2 separate regions of the Callithrix jacchus genome follow, and region 2 is linked to region 1. A link is a contact called in public Hi-C data. All regions are on one chromosome and are shown on one strand. The core of a region is the stretch at or near the end of the contact, and the rest is flanking DNA. Distances in the headings are between cores, read along the strand shown. Region 1 has its middle 7.5 kb from the start of TICAM2. Region 2 overlaps LOC103791439 (a long non-coding RNA gene).

Region 1 (6,275 bases), core at 1,622-4,121:
CTGCTATATTCTGAAGCATTTTTTTCTAGCTTGTTTTCTAGTTCATGAGTTCCTTCTAGTGATCTAATTTAATGATAAATTCATCCATTAGTTCTTAATTTCAACTATTATATTTTTCAATTTTAGATTTATTTTTTTCTTAAGTTTGCAGTTATTTGACAAAATTCTCCATCTTTCTTTCCTTTGTGCAATCACAGTTATTAATAGAAGTTTGAAATCCACATAGATTTATTTCTATTCTTAGCTGCTTTGCTGGTTTTCTTGTTTTCTTCCAGAGAGGATTTAATTTTTGCTTCTGCCAGGTTCCTGGTAGCAGTAACAGTCTGTGATCACTTTAATCTGATTTCAGCAATGGGGATTATTAAAAAGAAGGATTATATTCTTGGGAGGATCAATCTGTTTTTAGATCACCCTTACACCTAGGGTATAGCTTTCAGGGTCCCAACCCAAAGCACATGACTGGATCACACATTTGTCTCACTAACCATGAGGGGCTGTCAAAAAGCACAGCACTCGCTTTCCTTTTCTGGAATTGGAAAACACTCTAGGAGGAGAGTCGTCTCTGGGTTTCTGTCTTCTGGATTTGGGTTCCATAATTCTTTACTATGTCATTAGTTCTATGTGCTTCAAGCCTTTTATATATGCATATATATATATGGTCCAGCTTTTCTAGTTGCCCTCAGCAGTAGCATTGATCCAACTTACCTAGTCCACCAGTACTAGAGGTGGAAGCCGCAAATAGCCAAATTTGATATTTAAAAAACAGGCCAAGAAAGAGCATTTAGTAAAGGAGACTGAGAAGGAGGAGATGAGAGAGAGAGACAGAGACATGATGCTATAGTTAAATGGATCTTGGGAAATGCCTTTAATGACTTTACAGCCATAATAGAGAATTAAAGAACTTTTCATAGGAGTTACTTCCTCTTTCCATTGTAGCCTGTATCTTTGGAGGAGAAAGAAAGGTAAGATGATGGTTCTAAAGGGAAGGATATTAAATAAGTACAACGTGTGAGTAAAAGCAGGAGAGCAAAAGTAGAAACAGAAGAACCTGATACATCTTAAAGAAAACTGATTGTCAGCAGCTCAGACCTCTGTATACATCTGTATGCTAATAGATAAGATATGGATGGGTAATAAAGAAAGTAAACTTGAGTTTTTAATACAATGTATCCCCTGAAAGGATTTTCCTTGTTAAAAAAAGAAAAGAAAAACCAAAGCAATATAGAAAATGTACATTAATATTGCTTTCTATCAACAAGACAACCAACTTGTACAGAAATTTCTGAATCCAGGTATGGGAAGCACTATGGAAAGTTTCATGTTTCATTTATTGATAGTTAGAAAATGGTCCTTTGTCTACTTTGTAATCCTTTCTGCTTTTCATATTACATGTAACACATATGTCATGTTTATATTCATGTAATTTTTTCTTTTTTGAAATAGTGCCTTGCTCTCTTGCCTAGACTGGAGTGCAGTGGTGCAGTCATTGCTCACTGAAACCCCAAAATCCTGTGTGCAAGTGATCCTCATGCTTTTTAAATTTATTTATTAAATGTTCTTTGTAGTCATCGGGTCTTGCTGTGTTGCCCAGGCTGGTCTCAAACTCCTGGCCATAAGTGATCCTCCCAGCTCAGCCTCTCAAAGTACTGGGATTACAGGCATGAACAACTGTGCCAGGCCTTATATTCAGATAATTTCTTAAAATGCACATAATTGCTCATTTTAAAAATCCAACAAAATATATTTGGATTGATTACTTTCTATTCTGATTGAGTCAATGATTTATGTAATAGGGATGATCAAAAGCTATCTGTTTGGCTATCTTTCTAAAGCTATAGAATTCTGTCAGTCATATATTTGGAGCTGTCTAATTTATTCATTCAAAGGTATTTCTTGAATATGCTAGGCTCTGGGGGAGACAGTGATGAATAAGACAATTTGATCCTTGTTCTGATCAAGTTTACAGTCTGAAGGGAAAGATGAGAAACTAAGCAGATAACCATACACATAATTAATTAATTGTAGTTTTGATTAGTGCCATGAAGGAAAAATACAGAGTGCTAGGCTTTGATAGATCCCATAACTCTAACCTTTCTAATGCAAGATCTAATAGCTAGAATGAAAAGTATAGGTACTGGCTTACTCTAACTGTAAATAAGTGCCAATAGGTAATATTTGATAATCCTTTTATTTAGATTGGGCCTTTGCCATCCTTATTGATTCTCTGCAATCCCCTAAAGAAAGAAAACAAATGATAGCTGATTCTGAAGAATGTTATTTCAATCTAAGATCAAGTTGGACTTAAATTCTACTCATCTTACTCCTGAAAATACTTATTACTTTTCTTGGGATTTTTAAATATTCCCAGTGTCTAAGAAGTCTAAGAATAGTCTACATGTTTCTTATCTGGCTGCCATAGATCTGTTCTGCTGTGTCCTGACAGCTTGGCAGAGCTTGGCACTCCTATGCTGTAGTTGAGGGATCAGCAATCTTTTTCTGTAAAGAGCCAGTGAGTAAATATTGTAGGCTTTATGGGCTATGTGGTTTCTGTTGCAACTACTCAATTCTGCCTTTGTAGTATGAAATAAGCCAGAGACAAAAATGTCAGTGAAGGGACATATCTGCCTTCCAATAAAAAATTATTTACAGAAACAGATAGTAGAGTGTGTTTTAGATATTATATCGATCACAGTTTAGTTGTGAACAGAACTTTGTTAAGCCAAAAGGTAAGTATTAAGAGGTATTACGAGATGTACAGTATCATTGGAAAGCTGAAGAGCTGCACTCTAGGTTGGGTTTCTAGACACACCTCTCAAAGCCACATAACAGACTTGTCTACTGGCCTGGGGCTTTTGGCACACTCAGAAGCCTCCTGCCAAATCAGGAAGCAGCCAGCTCCTTAATTACACCAACTCTACCAGAATTTTAGCCAGCAAAGGAATTGCCTCATGTTCAACCTCCTTGCATATTAAACTCAGACATGTAAATACATCTGATTGGTTAACTTAGATTACATTTAGGAAACCTAGCATTGAGGGTCTGGGAGATAAAAGTGTTTAGTACTTGTAGTATAGGAAGAACAGGAAGATACAGTAGAAAGAGACTGAAATAAGTTTTAGATGAACAAATCTTCAGAACACTCTTTTGGCTAATTAACATCATCGACACCCTTCTTTTCAAACCTAAACCTCTAGACAACAGCAATAGCTATGATGGCATAGCTATGATAGCTATGATGGCATGCTATCTCCCAATATAATGCAGCTCTCCTTCGTACAAACAGAAGTACACTCACCTTCTCTCTAAAAGGTACAGCCTGAAGTCCATTAGGTCACTGTATCATCTGTAATGTTCATCACAGACATTATCCTGCTACCCAGCACACTCAGGAGTTAAGTGGCCTGTTCCTATTCACAAAAGAAGCAGTGGTAGAGAGACAGAGCAGTGCCCAAGAGGATAAGAACTTAATTCTAAGAAGCTTCCACACATATATTTCACCCTCTTTCTTTTTACTAACAAATTCCCTTCAGTTCATAAGCATTCCAAGTATCTCTTCTCTTAATGAAAGCCTCTCCTGACCCTGCATTTAGTTGTGACTATTGGTCTCTCCTTTCCCTCTCAGCCAAGCTTTTCCTCTGAATGTCAAGATGTTAAATGCAGTGGGTGCTGACTTCTTGGCAGCCATGGGTGCTGACCACTGCCAAAGCACTGTCCTCCCTTGGCTTTCAGACCCCATTCTGTGTCTGATTTTCTTGCTGCTTCCAGCTCACTCCTTCTGCTCCATTATGGGTCCCTCACCCTGCATATGCACTTCAGTCACTGGTTCTGTCTTTAGCTCTCTTTCCTCTGTTTTCGCTACCTATTCTCAGTTACTCACATGATTTAAGCAAGAACCTAACTTGTATCCCCAATCCGAGATGCTCTTTTATGCCCCAGATCTACATGTTCAAGTGCCAACTAGACAACTGTTGGAGGCCATGGGCACCCAAGCTCCATAGGTCCCAGACTGGATTACTTGGTCACCCCCACCCCACCTCATCCTGATTATATTACTTTTCTCAGTGAATGGCACCACCACCCACCAAGTTACATAAGGCACAAGCTTGGGAGGCATCCCTGACTCTTCTCTCTCTGCCACCCCCATTACCTACTATGTGTCTTTGTCATCACTACCACTTCCTCATTTTGGGGCTCTGCTTTCTCACCTAGACTATTGTAGCAGCCTCTTTTTTTTTTTTTTTTTTTTTTTTTGAGGCAGAGTTTCACTCTTGTTACCCAGGCTGGAGCGCAATGGCGCGATCTCGGCTCACCGCAAGCTCCGCCTCCTGGGTTCACCATGCCCAGCTAATTTTTTGTATTTTTAGTAGAGACGGGGTTTCACCATGTTGACCAGGATGGTCTCGATCTCTTGACCTCGTGATCCACCCGCCTCGGCCTCCCAAAGTGCTGGGATTACAGGCGTGAGCCACCGCGCCCGGCCCCTGTAGCAGCCTCTTAACTAACTGTTTTCCCAGTCTAGGATCTTCCAGTTCTGTAGCCTAGTTTCTTTACAAATCTAAACTTCCAGACAACAGCAATAGCTATAATGGTATGCTGTCTTCCAATAGAATACACATCTTTTTCACATTAACAAAAGTGCACTCACCTTCTCTCTAAAAGGTACAACCCAAAGTCCCTTAGGTCACCATATCATCTGTAATATTCATCACCAACAATTTTAGACTATTTTAACATGCATGAAGTCAGATCAGATCACTCCCATTTAATACCTACCAGGGGCTGTCTGTCTGCCAACATGTTGAAAGCCAAAGTCCTGAGCAAAATGCTTTAGCTTCCTTATACTCATTTAATCTAATTTACCTTTCCATTGCTTTCACCACTACCTGCTTCCTCTTTTACCTCCTGCTCTGTGGACTTGAGCCATAAATGTCTAGTGCAAAATGATCCTAGCATACAGCACTTTGCTCTCTGGTACTTCAATATTTTTTCAAATGCCGCGCCCACTGCCTAGAAAATGCCCACCTGTCTTTGTCTTGATAGTGTGGAGTGTCTCCTGCTGCAGATGGCCCTCCTGAGTGCTTTCATGGCACCTGATATTCTGTATAAAGCACCTGTGTAGTCAGTCCTAATTGTCTTGTCTAATTGTCCTGGCTTCACATCTCTAAAGCCTAGCATATTTTGTTGCAGAGTGAGTTTCCAGCAAAACATTTGTTAATAACGGAAACATTTATTAACAACGAAACTTATTAATTGAACTCAGGAATTTTGATTTTACAAATATTTGCCACAAGATGGTGCTGTTCAGATATGAAAGAAAAAGGCTCTCCAAGGCTGAAGAGTTCAGTACTATGTGAAATTATTTTAAATATGTTAAGATTTTAGTATTGCTACATTCATTGGTCACCCTACTTGAGCAGTCATAAGCATTTGAAGTCTGTTAAACACTTTTCCTCTTGAATTGTTTTCTTTCCTTAGCAGCTAGGGTTTTCTCTACTGGTTTTCTATCAACCTTCCTGACTAGTTCTTTCTGCCTCCTTTGCTGGCTCTTTCTGTTCTTTTTTTTTTTTCTTTCCAACACTCTACTTTTATTAATGTTTTTTGTTAATTGTTTATGAATTGTGTGTTGTCATTAGCAGTAATAAGTAAAAGTGACTAACAAATTGCCATAAATCTAACCTGAAGACAGATCATCAACTATCAAAAAATCATTCACTGCAGGAAAAGTTAATAATAATGACAACAATAACTCTACCTTCATAATGTTGGAATACCATAGAGCTTGGCCTTTCTTTTTCTATCTATACTCACCTCCTTAATATTCCTGTATAGTCCTTAATGATCTCATATTGTCTTTTTCAAATACGATCTATACAAAGATAAAGGCCAAATATGCATCTCCCCACTGGATCTTTCCCCTACACTCCAGACTCTATATTCAATGCCTAGTCACATCATCAGCAAATCTTCTCAGTTCTACTTTCAAAATATGCCCCAAATTTATCCACTTCTCACTACTTTTACTGCTACCATCCCAGTTCAAGCCATCATCATTTTTCCATTGGGTTTCTGCAACAGGCTCCTAACTAGTGTTCCTGCTTCCACCCTTGCCTTCCTGCCTTCTATTTTTAATGCAGCAACCAAAGCGATCCTATAAAAAATAGTCAGATCATGTCATCCCTCTGCTCAAAATCCTCCCCTGGTTTCTCCTCTGGGTTATCTCCTTCTAGGCTACCCTTTGCTCCCTCCAGCTCCACTGCACCCGTTTGCTGTTCCTA
Region 2 (6,275 bases), core at 2,653-5,152, 110 kb after region 1:
CACTGGCACCAAATCCCTCCCATAGGCTGTTTCCTCTGTGAAAATCACTTCTTATGGAATGATCAATGCTTGTGGGTCACCATTAATAGCCATCCCTCATATACTGTACTCTCAATGTTTGAATCCAGTTCAGGCTCAGCTGAAACCCCACTTCTGAGAAGCAACAGTATAATGTAGCTGGTTTAAACATCAGCTGCCACCATCATCACCACATTAACTGCCGATGCATGCTGTTGTTTCACTACTAATAAAAACAAAACATTTGGAGAAACGTTTTCTTAGATTACTAGAGATACTCTTTGAGCTATCTTGAGCTATCTGCTGAGATCCCAAGGATATACAATTTAATTTGGGAAACTACATTTTAAGATTGCATTGATAAACTAGGGAGGGGCCCCACATAGGCAAGAAAGATGTTGAGGTATCTGGAAATCATTTACATAGAGTGAAAGGAAGTGGAGAGAATAATTTGAGAATGGAGGCCAGGATAATGTCTTTAAATATTTAAACAGCTGTCATGTGGCCAGGCACGGTCTCTTGTTCTGGATTATTCTGGTGTCCAGACTAAGATCAATGGGAGGAAAATACAGAGTGACTCTAAAACCACAAATCGACTAACAAGGAGTGAATGCCTTGGGAAACAGAGTTCTCTATCACTCATGTGTCTAAGCTAAGAGGAGTGTGTTTACTTTAGAGCACTTTAGGAGAAATTAGCAGGGGGGAAATGAAAACAGGTAGCACTGTCTCTTGAAACATAAAAGCTGGAAGTAATCTTAAAGATTATCATCTAAACTTAGGATTATCATCCTAACTTAGGTGACTATGACACAGTGGGGATTTGATTAATCCTAGTTCACTCTAATCACTGTCAGAGGGGACTAGAGCCTGCATTTTCAGTTCCAGTCTCATGATGCTTTTCCCTATATACTATTCTTCCCTCTAAGATCCCATACAAATTTCAGCCTCTCTAATGAATGCCATGAATGGGGAAAGAATAGGCATGGAGAGTCCAGGTGACAGTGGCTGGGACAGACCTCGGTGGTCTCAATGATATTGTGACCAATTTTTGAGTCTATATTGGGAATACAGAATAAGATGACTTATCAATTCATTTTATTCAGCAAAAATGCATATTTTTTTAACATACTGAGTTTTGCAGAATCTGCAATTTGCTTTCCAGAAATTTTTCTCTAATACCATTTTCATGTTCGAGCAATATCAATGTCAATTCACTCAAAAGTCACTTGTCTTGGTTCTTCTCAACTTCGTGTTTCTCTTGCGTACAGTGTGCTGAGCATCCCTGGTCTCTGTCCTCTCTTTTGTTCTTCCTTTCCTGTCCCTTCCCTGTGTTGCTTCCAGTGAAGTAGTGTGAAAGGAGGAAGTCACTGGGAACCTGTAAAGGGGAAGGGAAAGACTGTGGGAGAAGGGAACCAAAACAGGAGATGGTTGGCCCAAAGAAACTTTGCTGACTTCTTCTAATTTTTGCCTCAACTTTTTCTTATTTCAGTCATCTGTGCTAAAAAAAGGGAAGCTATGAGCACATGCCCTTTCACATCCTACCTCACATGGCCCAGGAAAGATGGCCACAAGGCCCATGTAAGCAGAAGTAGCTCCCTCATGGCCTGATATTCAAAATGGCTACCATCATAGTAGTTCCTTTGTGGGGAAAGCACCTCTAAAATGGAGTTGTTATTGAGAATTTCGCTGATGCCTGAACATCTCTGAGGGAAGTAAGAGAGTGCTGCAATAGGGCAGGGCATGACAGTTGGCATCCTTGGGGATAGATGGTTAGAGACCTTCCTGGGAAGGGTTTCGAGTAGACCTCATGTATTTTTGGATCCCTGGGCTTAGACACTAAGGATTCCTGAGACAATTCAGGTAAGTTTCCTTGGAAGGCCAACACATGAATGCATTGACTCTTTGACTCCAAATCTTTTATTAAATCAGGGAATAAGGGAATGGCTTGGCATTTTCTTAGTGGTTATATGAGGCAGTAAGAACTTCAACTGGACTTTACCCCAGTGGATTATAATTTGAGCTTCCAATTTTAAGGCATGATCTATAAACCTCTCTTACAAACTGTGGTATAATAAAAAATACGTTTTGTCTTTGTCCTCAGTTTCCAAAACCCTTAGAATTCCCTGAGTGATAGGCATGTATCTTGTTACTCATAATGAGCCCCTTTCAACCATACCTGAGTTTATACTAGCGATATGACCTTTGGTGGACCCACCTCTGGTTAGAGTGGTAGCTTATAACCCATGGTGGCCAGTTAATAGATTCTGTCCTTTTTTAAAAGTGATTGTTTCAAGAGTAGACACAAAAAACAACCTGGTTCAGTAAAATCAATCCTTGGAGTTTTGCCAGATGTTGCAAAATAAATTTTCTTTTTCTTTTGAGATTGCTAATCTAGAGAGAAGTAAACCAAGACCTGCTGATGGCTATCTTGCCTCCATGAGGGCGGTGCTGCTTGAGAATGGAGCCAAATAAGAGAAAATTTGAGGGGCTGGGAGTGCAGAAAGAGAGAGAAAGTCAGATCTTTGGTAACATCACATAAAGCCCTAAATCAATCAGTGCCATGCCTAAAGCTAGATTGCGACCAAAACTTTCTCTGCTAAGCATCAACAAATTCCCCTTTCTTCTATTTAGCCAGTTTAAGTTGGGTTTCTGTCACTTAAACCAAATATATCCTTCATAGCATTTTCCAAATTGCCCTTCCACTCTAGCTCCAGATGGCCTGGGAGGAGCATAAACACAGCTCCTACCTCTCACTGCCTGAAACTATTTGAGGTCAGGAGACTGAGTTTGAGTCTTAGTGCTATCATCATTCACTAACAGTGATCCAAAACAAGCACTATATTCTCATTTAAAGCATGCACAGGGTTATTGTCATAACTAAATGGGACAAAGCATATACATTTACTATCTCCGCAGTATGAATGTGTTAAAATGTAAATGTGGGGCTGAAGAGAAAAGCAATGATGACATTTGGTGTCTGCTCTGTGCCAGGCACAATGCCAGGCACTCTGCATATTTAATCTTCTTTCATCTTTATTATAGCCCTGTGAGGCAGGTTGTGGTGAGGGTTCACGTATAAAGCACCTAGTGTATTTCCTGGCTTGGAGAAGTTGCTCAATAAATATTAATTTCCTGTTGTAACTGTGCCACCAGTTTAGTGATTTTGGATAAATATCTCCAATCTTCAGATTCCTTTGATGGTAATATGAAGGCTTAAACTAAATGATAGTCAAGGTTCCCTGTAGGCTTAATTGTTTAAGACAAAATTGTTAAACGTGGTACTTGGAAAAAGTGTTCCAAAATCAAAAAAGCTGGGACCAGCTGAAATCAAAGTTAAGCAAGGTCTTGTCCAAGATCATGTAGCAAATCTGTAGTCAACCCTGAGGTGATGGTGTTCTGTATCTTGATAGACGGGGTTTGGGTTACACAGGTGCATACGTTTGTCAAAATGAGGCATCTGTAGACTTCGTATTTGTGCATTTCATAGCATGTAAATTTTACATCAAATGAAGTATTTATATGGGAATATATTGAAGCCTGTAATTTACTTCAAAATGCACCAAAATTAGGATAAAGTAATGGATGGTTAGAGGGATAGGTGGATGGACAGATGCAATAAAGCACATATAGTAAAATCATAATAATAGAATTTAGGTGGGGCTATGCCAGTGTTCACTAAAAAGTGCTCTCAACTGTGCTGTATGAGATTTTTCATAATAAAATGTTAGACAAAAATAACCTGTAGCCAAGCCTGGATTTCCGCCCAAGAGTTTCGATCAGCCCATGGCACCTGCTTCCTTCCAGGCCTCCAGGAGAGAACCCATTGCTTAAGGGTATGAGTGCTCCTTCTCTGTAGGACCTCTAAGCTGAAACAGGCACACTCTCTTACATGTTGATACCCCTCCTGGGCAAACAAGCCTCACCCTTTCTCATAAAAAGGGAAGAAAGGTTTCCTCTAGCTCATTCCCCTGACTTTAATGAGAGCCAAAGCTAAACAGGTCACAGTAAGCAGTTCTGAAATAACCCCTTCGCTTCAGCTGTCATCGCCTCTACTCCCAGCTGCTCCCTTGGCTTCAGCAGCTCCCCTCTCTAACAGTCATTTTAGCACCCTTGCCCCTCCCTCGGCCTCCCTCTCTCCTCTTGGCCTCGTTTCTGGGCCCAGCAAGCCGTGGAAACATCTGAGATTCCTCTTTTGCCTTCCATTTTTAAATCTCATCTGAGAGAAGTCTAGGGGTTTAAGCAGACTTCTCTAATTATGATTTTAGTCTGTTTAATAAATTAATCAGGCACATCGAATCTGTTCCTGCTCCGTCTTAAACTCTGACTTCAGTCCATTTTTGCATAATAATAACTCCTGTCATTTGCATTTGCGTTTCTTAATTCCAAGCACTTTCCATCTCTATTCATTGCTCTATATACATTTTCACAAGCTAGATTGGCAAGTATTATTTCTCTTTCACAGATGGAGACTCTGGGAGATGTTACAAATTAACAGTTATTGAGTTCCTACTGTGTGCACTCACTGTGCTGTCTGCTTCTATGTACACAGTCCTACTTGAAGTCCACAACCTCTTTGTGAGGAGCCTATTGTATGGGTACGACTTTTGCCAAGGAAATTGAGGCTTGGAGAGAATATTTTCTGAGGTACAACAACCAGAAGGTAATTCCCATGAGCAGTGCAGTCCCACAGAATGCCAGAGCAGGAGGGATGTTAGTAGCTTCCTAGGCCAACTCCTACATTTTCCAGTTGAGAATATTAAGGTCTAGAGAGTTAAGTAAGCTATTTAGAAGCAAAGCTAGAATTAGAACTCAGGTCTAAATATTCTGACTTGGCCCAATTTAGCAAATGAGAAACTCCACATAGTTCCAGACATATGGGAAAAGTTGGAGTGTTACACGCCCTCAGGGTATCTGGATGCCACTCTGTGCTGGCAGTGTAATTTTTAAAACTGGCAGGAGCTGAGTTGGGTCTTGAAAACTTAGCCACTCACAGCCTGTGAGGCCCTCGGGCAGCCCAGACATATCCAATGTTCCCTTGTGCAATACTCGTCTCCTGTGCCAGGAGGCTTTGAAAGCAGGAGCAGCATCAACAGTTGCAGTATAATCATGGGAATGGGGAGTGAATGAAAAAATGTGGTGCATAGACCGAGACCAGCTGGGCACCAGGGTCGGTTCCTTTACAGCTCTCACCTGCCACATCTTGATTCAGTTTGATTGGGCTTGAGGGTGAATGGGGAGTACAAAGCTGGATTTTTTTAATTGGCCTGGGATTTGCATCACTTCCATGCCAACAGTATAAACTTGCTTGTCTGATACACTTTGCATGTGGCTGTTCATACCCAAGTGTTGCAGACAGAAAGGGTCTTGCTTCTAAGCTGATAGAGCTGATATTTGCTTTCTTTTCCCAACAGAGTTAGGACTTAGGTCAAAGGTTTATTTGGTTTATTTATTTATATATTTAGTTGCTTGTATATTTGCTAAAATTGCTTAGTCCTCTAACACCATGGGGCTCCTATCATTGAAGGGGAACCATGGCTCATAAACTGTCCTGTGGATAAGTGGCTGATAAGTCTGAATGTTGTATAAGAAGGGCTTCTGTCAGGCTGGACTTTGAGGTTGTTTGGACTCTGACTGTAAAGGGAGAGGACTGATCCTGCCATTCTGCAACCTGGATTGGACTGGTGATGCCCACATACTGTATTTTGTAAGATGGAATGAGCCAGACTTCGGTAAATGCACTACGTCCAGACTCTTGGTGTATGATCACTGTTAGGCCCCATAGGCTGGATCAGTCCCTTGGTGTTGAGAGATGGGATTTCCCAGAAAAGAATGGATATTCTCACTATTAGTCTTCCTAGAGCTGATTATGTCTAGACAAAGTGATCATGTAGCTGAACATCAAATTGGGGCTATTTGGGGAGTAAGAAGGGAACTATTAACTCTGAGACATCAAGTGTAAACTGGGACAGATGGTCATTCTGCTTTTAGGGCACTGAGGGATGAGATAAGAGAAAATACTGTCTCTCTGGGCTGGGAGGCAGAAGAAGCCTGGAGCACTTCCCTGTCACAATAGGCCCTGGAGAAGAACCGGGGCATAACGGACCCTGATGGCAGGTCTGGGTCTTGGTACTTACTAGAAGCTACTCCCTGAATTGTACTTCTTATTCATTAACCATTATGTATATTTATGAGGCAGTCTTGCTCTGTTGCCCAGGCTGGAGTGGAGTGGCACGATCACAGCTCACTGCAGCTTCAAA

The links. A called contact is a pair of places that touch in the nucleus more often than the background predicts.
Region 2: a contact with region 1 is called in a Hi-C map of skeletal muscle, with 2.2 times the contacts expected there. The contact joins two enhancer-like sites. A contact is called at or near these places in 2 of 3 Hi-C or Micro-C datasets (both in skeletal muscle).

Annotation. Positions count from the first base shown.
Region 1 is chr2:94,290,065-94,296,339 of calJac240_pri, forward strand. It overlaps a transcript of TICAM2 not described here. Among named protein-coding and RNA genes, the nearest start is that of TICAM2, 7.5 kb to the right of the region's middle. Within about 2 kb of position 2,872, at least 1 of the 16 cell types and tissues checked has an H3K27ac peak or open chromatin away from gene starts, as enhancers often do. A contact at or near this core is called in skeletal muscle, where this site is marked.
Region 2 is chr2:94,399,974-94,406,248 of calJac240_pri, forward strand. LOC103791439 (a long non-coding RNA gene) reads right to left here. Exons shown (of 2, transcript XR_617811.5): 2 at 1-1,393. Among named protein-coding and RNA genes, the nearest start is that of FEM1C, 72 kb to the left of the region's middle. Within about 2 kb of position 3,903, at least 3 of the 16 cell types and tissues checked have an H3K27ac peak or open chromatin away from gene starts, as enhancers often do. A contact at or near this core is called in skeletal muscle, where this site is marked.